Linked DNA regions of Sus scrofa: region 1 is linked to region 2. The links are chromatin contacts, called in public promoter capture Hi-C maps. All regions are on one chromosome and are shown on one strand. Each heading gives the region's core, a stretch centred on a gene start, on an enhancer-like site or on the middle of the called end of the contact. The rest is flanking DNA. Distances are from core to core; before and after follow the strand shown.

The links. Promoter capture Hi-C pulls out the DNA fragments that hold promoters and counts their contacts.
Region 1: a contact with region 2 is called in a promoter capture Hi-C map of fetal liver, with 2.7 times the contacts expected there. The contact joins the promoter of MTFMT here to the promoter of FECH in region 2. A contact is called at or near these places in 2 of 5 promoter capture datasets (fetal liver and liver), 5 of 47 Hi-C or Micro-C datasets (fetal liver, heart right ventricle, liver and 1 more) and 1 of 2 datasets of contacts at active chromatin or transcription factors (alveolar macrophages).

Annotation. Positions count from the first base shown.
Region 1 is chr1:106,967,967-106,975,126 of Sscrofa11.1, reverse strand. MTFMT (mitochondrial methionyl-tRNA formyltransferase) reads right to left here and starts at 4,489. Exons shown (of 9, transcript NM_001244826.1): 1 at 4,244-4,489; 2 at 2,704-2,913; 3 at 416-538. The coding sequence starts at 4,464.
Region 2 is chr1:106,896,681-106,904,321 of Sscrofa11.1, reverse strand. FECH (ferrochelatase) reads left to right here and starts at 6,087. Exons shown (of 11, transcript NM_001170523.1): 1 at 6,087-6,153. The coding sequence starts at 6,087. It overlaps LOC110260892 (a long non-coding RNA gene), which reads right to left and starts at 5,832. Exons shown (of 3, transcript XR_002344451.1): 1 at 5,616-5,832; 2 at 5,368-5,514.

The DNA of each region.
Region 1 (7,160 bases), core at 3,240-5,739, 72 kb before region 2:
CAGGATAGCCAAAAAGGAAAAAGCCAACAGCCTTAAACATTTAAGACCATTACATAACACGATGTTATACAACATATTCTTACTTCAGGTTCCCAAAATTGTTTGACCATAGAAACCAAGGCCAGCAGAACTGAGATTCCTAACAACCAATATACAACAATCTAGCTCTCATTCATTCAATGTCATTTATAGAAACCCAGTTGTTAATAACATAATTTATTTCAATGAACAAGTGTAAAGAGACACTGTGTAAATACCAAAATCACATGTGGTTTATGTTAGAAACCAGAAGAAACAGAAAGAGAAAGTGCCCCAGAGTTAGAGAAATTAGTGAGCAGCACCCCTTCTGCTTCCCCCTAGGCAGATTGACAGCAAAATTCAAAATCACAAAAAGCCTCAAGAAAATATACTCTACCTTTTAGGTCTAATTTGCATAATCGTGACTCCAGTAATTGTGTCTCCGTGAAGCACAGTATGGATTATAGGGGCTGGACCACGCCATCTTGGGAGGCAACTGGGATGGACATTCAAAATGCCGCTGAGTTAGAAAAGGCAGAAATTAGTATGCAAGTGGGTTTTTATCATTCAGGTTATGCTATCTAAACTAATATGCTACTTTTCATTATTTAACTTTCCCAGAAATTTTGAAAATCAGTTAAATCTAGTCTTGTGCCATCTGAAGCAGAAGCCAGGGTTAAGTTCACTCTCTTAGTATAAGAGACCAATGAAACTCAATCAAAAACAGAGCAAGAACAACTATTCAGAATGGATTAACAATGAGATCCTGCTGTCTAGCACTGAGAACTATGTCTAGATACTTACAACGCAGCACAATAATGGGAGAAAAAATTATGTATACATATAAGTGTAACTGGGTCCCCATGCTGTACAGTGGGAAAAAAAATGTGTTGGGGGAAATAACAATATAAAATTTTTAAAAATTAGAAAAAAAAAACAACTATTCACTGTTCCAAAGATGTTCCACAAGAGCTCACGATGGGAGTTCCCGTCGTGGTTCAGTGGTTAACAAACCCAACTAGGAACCATGAGGTTGCGGGTTCGATCCCTGGCCTTGCTCAGTGGGTTAAGGATCTGGCGTTGCCGTGAGCTGTGGTGTAGGTTGCAGACACGGCTTGGATCCTGAGTTGCTGTGGCTCTGGCGTAGGCCGTCAGCTACAGCTCCGATTCAACCCCTAGCCTGGGAACCTCCATATGCCGCCAAAGTGGCCCTAGAAAAGGCAAAAAGACAAAAAAAAAAAAAAAAAGCTCACGATGTCTAGGAGTTTTTAAATAAAAAACTTATTTTTCACTATATGAAAAGAACCATTCAAATCCAATCGTGCATCTCATGGATGATGTGAATTATATTTACAGTTAATTACTTTCACTTCACTTAGTTTGCATACAGAATTGCTAAAAAAAGCATCTCAAAGCCCCATCAAATGGTTTATCCACTTCTGCTATTCAACCCAATATACCTTCCACCCATTAATGAGCCACTTAGGTAATTCACTAATCTGTCATTAGTTTAATGATGAGTATGCATCTGAGTGTGTCTTATATTCTAAATTCCACTGTTCAGCTCAGTCTCATTCATCTAACAAATATTTACTGGGCATAATCCATGTTCTGGTGCTAAGTGCTGGTGATACAAGCAATAGTGAACCAGACAGAAAAAAAAAAAAAAAAAAAGTGCCCTCATAGGCCAATATAAGGACTTGACTTTTTTTTTTTTAGGGCCGCACCCGAGGCATATGGAGGTTCCTAGGCTAGGGGTCTAACTGCAGCTACAGCTGCCAGCCTACACCACAGCCACAGCAATGCCAGATCCAAGCTGCATCTGTAACCTACACCAGAGCTTACAGCAATGCCGGATTCTTAACCCACTGAGAGAGGCCAGGGATTGAACCCGAAACCTCATGGTTCCTAGTTGGATTCATTTCCTCTGTGCCACAATGGGAACTCCAAGGACTTGACTTTTATTCCGAGTAAGATGGAAAACCACCAGAGAATTTTGAGCAGTGATATGGTCTGACTTATGCTTTAAAAGGATCACTTGGGTATTGGGTGGGAAAAGACTGGTAGGACCAAAGACAGAAGTGGAGACCATTTAGGTGACTACTGAAGTACAAGAGCCAAGAGTGGTGGCAGTGGAAGTGAGGAGAGACAGTCATCCTAGTCAGATTTCAAAGGCAGAGCCAGTAGGATTTTCTAATGCATTGGATGCGTGGTGTGAGACAAGGAATAGAGAAAAACACCAAGGCTTTGAGTCTGAGCAACTAGAAGGCCAGAGTTTCCATGTACTGAGATGAAGACTTTGGGAAGGAGCAGGTTTGGGATGAAAGTTCAGGAATGTAGTTTAGGACATCTTAAATGTAAGGTACCTATCAGACATCCAAGCAGAGCTGTGGAGGAGGCATGGATACCAAGGGCCTGGAGTTCAGGATTTAGCTGAACCAGAGGGACAAATTTGGGAGTTGTCAGCAGATTTAAATGAGGAATTTAAATGAGGGTGGGTGAGAGCCCAGAGACAGCAATAAAGAGCATCATATATTTTAACGACTCATAACGTTAATAACATTTTTTATTTTAAGAGAAAATACTAAAGAAAGAATTAGAGCTCAATTTATTGCACTTTAGATACCAGGTGCATTATAAAGACTGAGCTCTCTTCACTGTTATTTCCCCACAAATAAAACTTACTAGGGAAATTTAAGAATAAGAGCCTCACTCAAAAGTCGGCCAAATGAAGCCACCACTCCAACATCATATTCTCCAGATCCCACATCTGGCCACTCATACACTGGAAGCTGAGACTGGACAGCAAATTGCTTCACTGGCAGTCCTTTCGGTGATGGGGAGGGCACTGTGACCACCTCCAACTTTTCAATTAACTCCTCCTCCTTGTTTTCCCTAAATTGGAAAGAGCAAAAAAAAAAGTGACAGTGTTAAGACCAAAATGTAAAGCTAAACTACTCCACACATTTCTAAGGCATTTTTAAGATTAAATTCACAAAGCACTTAAGGGAAAATGATTAATACTAGTGCAACTGAGAGATGAGGTTTTACTTTTTATTTAATTTTAATTGTTTTAAAGAGCCACAAGTGGCTACTGGCTACTGTTACAGTTCTAGAAATTTCCTATTCATACTAAAACTTATACAGTACAGACATTTTACACAATTGGGATATAATATATACTGCTCCACATTTAACTTTTCTCAACACCATGTATACTATTATGTGAGTCTTTTTTTAAAAAATGGGTTAAATATACATTTGCTTGTATATCCATCAAACACTTCTAGAATAAGAAGCTGAAAACAGTGGGTATCTTTGAAGAGAGGAACTGGGAGACAGAGATGGAAGGGACTGACTTTTCATCGTATCCTTTGAATTTTTTACTATAATTACATGTTATTTGAATAGATACTTAAAATCTGTGTCTATATAGATACACACATGTCATGGACATCATCCTATGACACTACATGTAGCACCACCTCATTTTTTTACCTGCTGTATAGTATTCCAATGCCCAGAGCTGTTCAGTTATTTAGAAGGTATTGCATCATGTTGAGGAGTTATGAGAAAAGGAGTAGACAGGAGGGCCCAAAAGAGAAAGTGCAGGAGTACTGGCACTACCAAGTAAAGCATCAGGATACGTGCAGGGAGAGATGGAGGAAGCAATAAGGGGAATGCAGCACGTGGAGAGTGCGCTATGGAGGGTGTGCGGAGGAAACATGTGTGAAGACAGTGTTATAGAAGGTGTTACATGTGTGGAGGGAGAATACCAGCGGAATCATGAAAGAGTCATTATGAGGGTCTGCTGTGAAGTATCTGCAGGGAAGACTTGAATGGAGTTGTCAGAAATGAGTGTGAGGGTGCATCAGGAAAAAACAAGAGTGAGGAAATAAAAAATGTAGGATAGTTTCCTTAAGCGCAAAACGGCCTGGAAGGTGGTGGGACTGGACAGAGGGTGCCTGTAAAGGGGCCAGCACCAGCCAGGCGCTGCGGAGAGAGTAGGGAGTGTAGACCCGACAGGGCCAGCCTGGCACTCACAGGCTGACCCCGCGCACCTTCCGGGGACGCCAAGATCTGGGCCCACACTCCTCTCGCGCTGCGAGAGGGCCAGGATTTAATCTCTGGCCCTGACCAGGAGTCGAAACCCTCGAGGCCAGCCGGAGGGGCTCCAGAGCCATGTCCTCAGCAACCCGGACCTCCCAACCCCCGGCCCCGGTACCTGGCGGCGTGCAGCGCCCGCAGCGTTTCCCGGGCGAACTCGTCAGTGCCAAAGAAAAGCACCCGCCAGGGCGGCTTCTCGCGGACCCGGACGCCCCATCCGTCCTCCCCGCCAGGGGACCCACTTAGCCCGGCCAGCGCTGGCCACTGCGGGATCTTCCTTCGGCCTGCGCAGCCACCGACAGGCAGGGTCCCCCAGCAGCGCCGCATAAACACTCTCATCGCCTCTGCCTGCGGCCTACACTACGCAGGCGCATAGGAGTGCGAGGAGGGCACCCGGCGGGTGGGGCGGAGCCTGGGAGGAAACCCGATGGGCGAGGTCTTTCAGCTACTTGGGGCGGGGCCTGCCTGATCAGCGGCTTGGCTCATCTGTGTTTAACAGTTGATGTTTACCTGTTCAAGCGTCCCCGTGACTTCCGCTGCATTGGTTTGCACGATTTCACTAATCTCCCCCAAATAATTTTTATTCTTATGGCCGCTCCCCACGGCGCATGTAAGTTTCAGGGCCAGAGATTAAATCCTGGCCACACCTGCGACCTTTGCCGCAGCTGTAGCAATGCCCTTTAAACCCACTGCACCAGGCCGGAGATCAAACCCGCACCTCTGCAGCAACCCTAGCAGCTGCAGTCGGATTGATTCCTAACCCAAATTCACCTGTGTGTTGAATAAAAAAGAGGAAGGAGTCCCTGGTGGCTCACTGGGTTAAGGATGCTATGCATTGTCACTGCTGTGGTTCTGAGGGTTTGATCCCTGGCTCAGGAACTTCGGCATGCTGCAGGTGTGACAAACAAACAACCACCACAAACAAAACCAAAGAGGAGTGGGGGTGGGACTGCATTTCCGGTGATTTTATTTTGCTAATCTGATCATATATGAGAAGGGGAGCAGGATGGGATCCCAACCTTCTACCAAGTAAATTCTCTTCCAGTACTCTCTTTTAGGGTAAGTGGAATATGATTCTAATATTTTTTATTCTAATATCTTTAAAATTGTCTTTCTCCATATAATATGTCTTACAAATACAAGCCAAATAGTCATTTGGGTTATTATCTTAGAATCTGGCTGCTGTCTAAAGTGTGACTCTTGGAGTTCCCGTCTTGGCTCAGCAGAAATGAATCCGACTAGCATCCATGAGGACCCAGGTTCAATCCCTGGCCTCGCTCAGTGGTTTAAGGATCCAACATTGCCGGGAGCTGTGGTGTAGGTTGCAGATAAGGCTAGGATCTGGCGTTGCTGTGGCTGTGGCGTAGGCCGGCGGCTACATCTCTGATTTGACCCCTAGCCTGGGAACCTTTGTATGCCACAGGTGTGGTCCTAAAAAGACACACCCAAAAAGGGTGACTCTTCATGTTTGTGTTTATGTAATTCCTCTGCTTATGTTAGAAAGCCTGCATTATGCGCAATTTTCAGCAGCCCAAATTCTCTACAGGTAGCCCCGCCCAACAGAGCTGCCTTGAGCTGTTCATAGCGCCCTCTGCCAAACACAGCGCTGGCTCAGTGTGAGGGGCCAATACCAACCCCTTCCTCCAGGGAGCTGCCTTCTACCATTGACATATAATTTTCTAGCGGGTGGACTCTTTTTAGAAAACTACTTTTTAAAAAACTGAACATAGGGAGTTCCCATTGTGGCTCAGTGGTTAACGAATCCGACTAGGAACCATGAGGTTGCAGGTTCGATCCCTGCCCTTGCTCAGTGGGTTAAGGATCCGGTGTTGCCGTGAACTGTGGTGTAGGTTGCAGATATGGCTCGGATCCCACGTTGCTGTGGCTGTGGCAGAGGCGGGCGGCTATAGCTCTGATTAGACCCCTAGCCTGGGAACCTCCATATGCCGCGGGAGCAGCCCAAAGAAATGGCAAAAAGACAAAAGTAAATAACTGAACGTGGAAAAAAATCTGTTTAATAAATTAACTGAACATGGTATTATTGTACAGCTGACTTTTTCCCAGGATGCTAAAAAGGAGATTTTTCTGAATTTCTTGGTGGTAAATTTGGAATGGGGGGGGTAAGTCCATTTCCTAGCCCAAACAAATCCATGGCTGGAGCTACTATAAAGCACACAGAGAAGATGAGGCCATCAGCTCCTAATGGCAAGAAGTTTTAGGTAATAAGACATCCGTGAGTTCTCTGGTGGCCTAGTGGTTAAGGATTTGGTGCTGTCACTGCTGTGGATTGGGTTAGATCCCTGGCCCTAGATGCAGATCTAGGTTAAATACAGATGATCTGCATGCCCTCAGCAAGGCCAAAAAAAAAAAAAAAAAAAATTCAGAAAGCACATTCAAGGGAAGGGAACTGGGCTATAAAAGAATCCTGATAGTGCTAATTTGGCTGGTGCTCCAGTTTCCAGAAATTTCTCTCCCCTGATGAATGGAGTATGTGTGCATTTGAATCAATGAAATTACTCCAGGTTCTGAACACTTGGTGGTAACCATGATGACATTTCAGCTTTGAATGTTTTAAAACTGAAGTGATGAGACAAGCAAGTGGAGCCATTTGGTAGAAATCTAGAATGTGGGAGTGGCTTCCACGACTGAGTTAGGGGTGTGAGAGAGCTGATCCAGAAATGGGAGGAAGCAGGAAACATCTCTTCCTGTACCCCATGATCTCACTCTAAACCTGAGTAAGGAGACACCCCACAGATTAAGTCTGTGTGTGAGAGAGTAAGAGAGACAGATTAGCCTGTGGGCACTAAGAGTCAGAAGGAGCAGCCAGAGCCCTGCCTGGGAAGGATGGAGCTGGGGCACTAGAGGAAAATAGTCAGAGATCTGGTTAGTAAGGTGGCCAATGCCTGAGTCCACAAGAATTCCCGCGTGTGGCCTGGAAGACAATGCCACATGTGGCCAGGGGGAGGTTTGCTATACACAGGCATTGGGTCAGTGGCAGTGGCAGGAACTGAACCGAGGGACGCAGCCAGTGGTAC
Region 2 (7,641 bases), core at 4,838-7,337:
AAAGGCACTTGGGGGTCTTCTTAAAAGTTTGATTAAAGTATACCATTCAAGAGTTCCCACTGTGTCTCAGTGGGTTACAAACCCAACTAGTATCGCCGGCCTCACTCAGTGAGTTAAGGAACCAGTGTTGCCAAGAGATGTGGTGTAGGTCACAGATGTAGCTCAGATCCCACGTTGCTGTGGCTGTGGTGTAGGCCGGCGGCTGCAGCTCCAACTCAACCCCTAGCCTGGGAACGTCCATACACCTCGGATGTGGCCCTAAAAAGCAAAAAAAAAAAAAAAAAAGGTATACCACTCAAAAAGGGCCATATGTTATAAGTGTACAAGACCACACATTTTCATCTAATGAACACATCCTGTACCCAGCTTCTAGAATGCCCACCCCATGCCCAGAAAGGAAGGTGAACCAAGGGCTAGATCCCCTCCCTGCAGGAAGTGGGGCCTTGGGGGGCTGGCCTTTGTGAGAAATCTCCAGCCATGGGGCCCAGAGAAAGACAAGGAAGTCTGCCATCTGGACAGGGAATGAGAACTTGCTGGAAAAAGGCAACTGCCTTGGTTTGTTTGTACCTGCAAGGAGCAGGACTACTAAGCTGAGAAAGGAATACAAACCCCATGTAAGACAATCAGGACCCTGGAATCCTGGCACAAGCAGACCGGAAAGGCTCTGCAGAGACCCTCCCACCACCCTGGGGGCAGGACCCCTCTGGGAAAAAACACTTTCCCAGTATGACCTCACATAGAAAAAAATTAGAACCCTTAGGAGAAAGTGAACACATTTAGTCATGTGATATGTGTTCTAATACTGGCGCAAGAGCTCCACTTTTCTCTCCACCTCAGGCAAAGTGAACCTTTTGAACCCTAAGTATGGATCACTCCTTTAGAGGCTGATCGCTTGATAAGATGAAGTCTTTCATCGCCTACAAAGTCTTACATCAATCTGCCGAAACTCCTTCCCACTCCACCCTGCACACTCTGATCAAGAAAAACAGTTTTTTATTTTCACTGCTCATCCAGGCCTGTTCTAGGGTGAACTGTTCCCTCCACCCCCCAAAACTCTATATTGACATCCTTACTGCTGGGACTTGAAAATGGGACCTTAGTGAACAATAGATTCTTTGCACATGTAACCATGTTTAGATGAGGTCAAGAGGGGGGACTTCATCATCCAATGTAACTGGGGTCCTTCTCGAAGGGAAGATACTGTTATATGAAAGGGGGGCCAAGTAGACGGTCATGTGATCACAGAGGCAGCGATTAGAGAGATGCAGCTGCCAGGCAAGGAAGGCCAAAGCTAGGAAGAGATGGGGAAGGATTCTCCCCCACAGATTTCAGAGGGAGCACCACCCTGTTTTCACCTTGACTTGGCTCTCTAGCTTCCGAACTGGAGGACAATACATTTCTGTTCTTTTTTTTTTTTTTTTGGTCTTTTTGCCTTTTCTAGGGCCGATCCCGCAGCATATGGAGGTTCTCAGGCTAGGGGTCTAATTGGAGTTGTAGCCACCGGCCTAAGCCAGAGCCACAGCAACATGGGATCCGAGCCGCGTCTGCGACCTATACCACAGCTCATGGCAACGCCGGATCCTTAACCCACTGAGCAAGGGCAGGGATCGAACCCAAAACCTCATGGTTCCCAGTTGGATTCGTTAACCACTGAGCCATGACTGGAACTCCTACATTTCTGTTCTTTTAAGCCACCTGCTCTGTGGTCTTTCAACACAGCAGCCCTGGGAAATGAATAACAAGCCTCCAAGGTGTGGCAGCACTTGCTTCTCCCTCTGCATGCAAAGCTCTTCCACAGAGAGCCTCTCTCACAGCCCACCACCTGCTCACCCGCCACCTTGGCAGAGAGGCCGTGTCCCACTCACCACAGACACTCACAGTTCCTGCTTCTCTCCGTTCCTTTGCCTCTTTTATTTTTCTGCATGGCTCCGAGTCATACCTGACATGTTATGTATGTGATCTCTCTTTTGTTTATTGTCTGCCTTGCCTTCTAGAATGTAAGTTCCATGAAAGCTTAGATAGTCTCCAATTCACTGCTGTAATGCCCAGCACCCACCACGTGCTCACCATAGGTAGGCTCTTCATACACATTTTTCTTTGGTCTTATATCATTATTATTTTAATTTTGTGGATCTTTTAAGTACGTATAAAAAGGATTAACATTTTCTCTGGACACTTTTTGAAATCAAACACATTAATATATCCACCACTGCCCAGTTTTTACAATCATAAGTCCATGTATAACATTGTTGTGATGTCAACCATGTATCAATATAATTGCAATAAAAAGGACAGCCCTTCCCAAACCCCTATTTCTTTCTTCCTTTCTTCCTTCCTCCCATTCCCCCCTTCCCCTTCTCTCCTTCACTTTTCTTTTCTAGGGCCGAATACACAGCACATGCAAGTTCCCAGGCTGGGGGTCAAATTGGAGCTGCAGCTGCTGGCCTACACCACAGCCACAGCAGCGCCAGATCCGAGCTGCACCTGTGACTTATGCCACAGAGTATGGCAACGTTGGATCCTTAACCCACTGAGCGAGGCCAGGGATCAAACCCGCATCCTCGCAGATACTATGTCCAGTTCTTAACCTGCTGAGCCACGATGGGAACTCTGCAAAGCCCTATTTCTTTTCAACAATTATCTCCAGGCATAGTTGTTTCATAAATGAATGAAGTACTGGAGAGCATGCCTTGCGTTTTACTTTTTTATCCTTCACATTGCCTGATACAATGCTTTACTCATGCTAGACTCAGCAAATATGTTCAGATGAATAAGTGCATGATTGAAGCTGGACTTGAGGTTCTGCGTGGTTAAGAGGGGCAGTCAACATGCACATTGCATTGTCTGGATTTGGTGCCCTCTTGGCTGTAAAACAATTACAGTGAACATTGATCAGATTTCCCTGAGTAATCAGAGCTCACTGTTGTCTGCCACAGGCAGCCACTGCTGCTCTTTCACTGAACACTCCCATCCCCCTTGCCCTGTTGTTTTTCTGATTAAGGAGACAGAATTGAGGAATTTAAATTTAGTTTGCGTAGCTCAGAGGTGCCAATCATGGCAAATAATGAATTAGAGGATCTTTCCCTCTCCCTCTTTCCTGAAGCATTGAGCTGAAACCAACAAATTCATTTTCTTGAGAACCAAAGGCCGAACTCCGAGTGCTGTGTGTGACAAGAGTGCTTTCTTCACTAATTAAGCCACCCGGGGTCAGACAAACCCTCGCCTGTGTGGTGCGGGTACCACTTATCTGAACTGGCCTAGAGACTGTGCCTTCAGATTAAGGGAAGTGGTGATAGTTTTGATACAAATATTTAAGCCAGAAAAAAACACATTTATATACACACTTATGTGTATGTGTATATATATATATATATACACCATCATATATGTATATATATATAAATAAATTAAAATGTTAAATTTAAATTAAATTTCATAATTTAAATTTTTATAAATTTCTTTAGCCTTGAAGGGCTTTCTGGATTTCTTATTAAACCCATATTTAGAACTCACAATTTCTGGTTTAAGGACTATGTTTTCTGATCAGTTCTTCTTTTTTCTTTTTTTTTGCTTTTTAGGGACACACATGTGACATATGGAAGTTTCCAGGCTAGGCATCTCCAAAGGGTTTTGAAAAGGGCTCCTATAAATCACATTATAGCTGCTTCCACTTCAAAAGAACATAAAATGTACTCATTGAAAAGCTGTTATATATGATGTTTGTAAGAAATAAGTCTTAGATTAGAAATAACAAATGTCATGAAACTCTCTTTGGGGAAAAAGCATAAAGTTCTGTTTACATTTGTAACCTGAGTCTTCATATGTACATCAAGAGTGTAGTTTTGAATGAGTTTTTAAAAAGTCAGTAAAAATAAAAATACAGGTGTGAGGAAAATGTATGGCATGGTGCTAATTCATTTTTTAATTTTATTATATTGATATACTTAATAAAGCATGTTTTGCTAGTTCCCTTCTTTCTTTCTGGCCAGCTACAAATTTAACCTGTTTCAGTGCTGATTATGTGGGCTTTGCACCTTTCTGCCTTGTCACTAATCATCAGCATTTCCCTGGGAGGGGCCAGAAGACTCCTGTTATCTCCACTTAGCAGGAGGGGCATAGCACCCGGGATGGAGAGATAACATTTCCAGAGGCTCCCAGAGGTAGCTGAGGAGAGCCCACATAGCTCAACCATTACAAACTCTTGGCCTTTTCTAGTTCTCTTGCCTTGTCCACTTTTTCCAGCAGAACATTTCAAAATGTAGAGTCTGTTTGTGTAGTTTATTTAAAAGCAGTGGGTTTCAGGAGTTCTCATTGTGGCTCAGTGGGTAAAAATCCAACTAGTACCCATGAGGTTGCGGGTTCAGGTTCGATCCCTGGCCTCACTCAATGGGTTAAGGATTACGTTGCCACAAACTACTGTGTAGGTCACAGATGCAGCTTGGATCTGGCATTGTTGTGGCTATGGCATGGGCCAGCAGCTGCAGCTCTGATTCAACCCCTAGCCTGGGAACTTCCATATGCCACAGGTGTGGCCCTAAAAAGAAAAAAAAAGCAATGGGTTTAGGCTTTAGGTAGAGGAATATATTATCTATGAAGATCACCTCTCTTTTTTATTTATTTTTTGGCCATGCCCATGGCATGAGGAAATTCCCTGAACCAGGACTCGAACCCATGCCACAGCTCTAGGCTACCAGAGAACTCCTGAAGATCACCTCCTTAAAGGGCAAATTAAACTAATATAATTTTCATTCTGAGTTGATTTGAAGATCATGTAGATAATATGAAAGGTAATTCATTTAATTTGACATATTTACACTGAGCTTATAACCAAGGAGGACTAACTTTAATAATAAATAAACTAATTTAATCAAGAGAATACAGAAAACTTTTCCAACCCAATCTAGACTCCATCTTCCTGGAATGTTCCACATGGCATGCCCCCTACTTCCTCAGGTCTTTCACAAATGGCAGTGAGGACTTCTCTGACCTCTTTATTTCAAATTGCATTAGCCTCCTCTCTCTCATCTCTGTTACATCGCTTCTTTCTTTCTAACGCTCATCATCACCCTAAATAGTACATATTGTGATTATTTTCTGACTCTCCCCTAATCCCCATGTAAGCCCCTCCTCTGTTCTATTCATTGCTGTTTTCCAAGTGCACATGATAGATGCTCAATGCTTGTTCAGTGAATGAAAGAATGATGCCTGACACCTTTCTGTTCCAAAGGTTGGTCTTGTACTCTGAGACGCACTGAATTTATGGGTCAGGTGGGCGGGATGTAGGGGTGCAGGTGTAGGGATGTAGGAAAGGCTAAAAATGAAGGGGGTGGGGGCTGTCCCGTGGGCGGTTTGGGGTCAGGTGACTACCTTGTCAAGGTGCGCAGACATCATACTGATAAACTTCACCACACTAGCCTTCCAAGAAGTTGATTTGCTGGGCTGGCCTTCACTTTTCTTAACACGATCACGTTAGCTGTATAATGTTGGCTTTCTGGTCACAGCTGTCAAAATCTGCTGCAGAAAAATTGGATAATTATTCGTGAGTGTCTTATATGAAAGAATTCCTTTTCTCATTCTGAAAACAAAGCAAAAGAGTCAGCACAGTTGTTCTGTACCTAGGCAACGAAAGTGGAGAATTGAGGCAAAAGCATTCTCATTCTATGCGATAGTAACGGTAATGTCAAGAAAGTTCTTTGCTGAGTTGTGGTTGCAGTTCCTGCCTTGGTCAGGTGGCTATGTGCAACCAGGGAGACACAGAGTGAAGCTGGGCGCCAACGCAAGTATTTTTGGTGGAAGAGATGGAAAGGGCGGATAGTACAGTCCTGAGCCGTTTCTTACCCTGAAGACTGCCTTACGGCAGGGCAGGCCCCGGTGAGGGGCGTGCCTCCTCCTGGCCCCGCCCTCGATCCCCGCCCCGGTTCGGCAGCGAATGAGCGGGCGCGCAGCCTGGGCGCAGGGAGTGGCGGCGCATGATAAGGCAGCGTGGGTGGCTGGTGCTGCGCTCTGCGACTGGTCGTTGTCGGAGCCCGTGCCTGGCTGTGCTGCTGCGGGAGGAACCCAGGCCCCGGGCCGAGGCTGCCCCGGGAATGCTTTCAGTCGGCACAAACATGGCTGCGGCCCTGCGATCTGGGGGCGTCCTGCTCCGCGATCTGCGTAAGTGGGGTTGTCGCGGCCGCCGCCTAGGCTGGGGACCCGGTGACGGCGGGGACAGCAGGCAGCTAGCTGCAGGCCCCCGGGCCTGGGAACTTCCAGGAACGACGGCGGCTGCACAGGAAGCTGGGTTGTGGGGCAAGGGGCGGAGAAGGGATCCGGAAAGGGACCCTCCCGTGGGGCTTACTTGACGGCCCTCGGAGGCCGTGGGGAGGGGTCCTGGAGTCCTATTGGTCAGCTGGGTGGCCATGAGGAGTGGCTGAATTTCTCAGAGCCTTAGTTCTTTTCTGTAAAATAAGAATAATGATAGTCACAGAGTTGTGAGGATTACGGGAGGCAGAGTGCGTTAAGGGCCAGGCACAGAAATGGTAACGATGGCAACGTCACCATCATCATCACCGTAGACATCTACCCTGAGGTTCCCTCCCTGGTGGTGGAAGTCACACTGGGTCCACTGCTCCTCTCCCTAGCCCCTGGCGTCACGCAGTGCTCACTTTTGCAGCAGGACCCACTGCGGGGCAGCTGGGCTTAGTGTTTTATACAGGTATTTGGAGAAAAAGCCCCAGTGACAATCCTGCACATATCTGATACAGACGTGAACGTACTTTGCTGACAGAACTCTAGTTCAGACACTCCTGGCTGGGATACTAGCCCTGCAGCACTTCAGCAAGGGATTCAGTGTAGCTTGAACTTTGTTAAACGTAAAAGGAGAAGGTAATACCTCATAAGCTTGCCATGGAGATTAGCTGAATACAGATAACGCCTATAGCACCGTGACAGGCACACAGTAGATATATAGATACCCTCAAAGTGTTCAGTTATTGTTATGTAAAAGGCTGCCACCTGCTAAGATGCTAAATTAGTACCTTTGAATGGTTACTGGACACAGATCTGACTTATTTTTATAAACTCCCTAAATCATCCATTTGGCACCTTCTGAGAAGGCATCCATTCTAAACCTCCATATCTTATTACAGGTGCCTTTGTTAGGAAAATAATAAGGTCCTAGTGTACAATGAGGATCCAGTTGCTAAGGGTAGTGGGAGACAAAAGACATTGTCTTTTAAGAAGAGGAAGCACAGTGCCAGTAATGGAGCTGAAAGAGGTATCCAATTAGTCTTTTCTTTCATCCATCCTTCCTGTAGCAAAGTCTGGACAGGCTTTAGAGTTGAGGTTGTAGAACAATACGAGAAACTTTAAAGGATTTGTTGTCCGGGTTATAAGTAACTAAGCGAAAGGATTAGTTAACCATAGTGGAAGTAGATTTAGAGTTCAACTGAATTATGGACTCTGATTTTAAGATGTAGTTATAGTACTGAAATTATCTTGTTTTATATGAAGGAATTAACTTCTAATTAATTTCTAGACTGTGGAGTTCCTGTCGTGGCGCAGTGGTTAACGAATCCGACTAGGAACCATGAGGTTGTGGGTTCGGTCCCTGCCCTTGCTCAGTGGGTTAACAGTCCGGCGTTGCCGTGAGCTGTGGTGTAG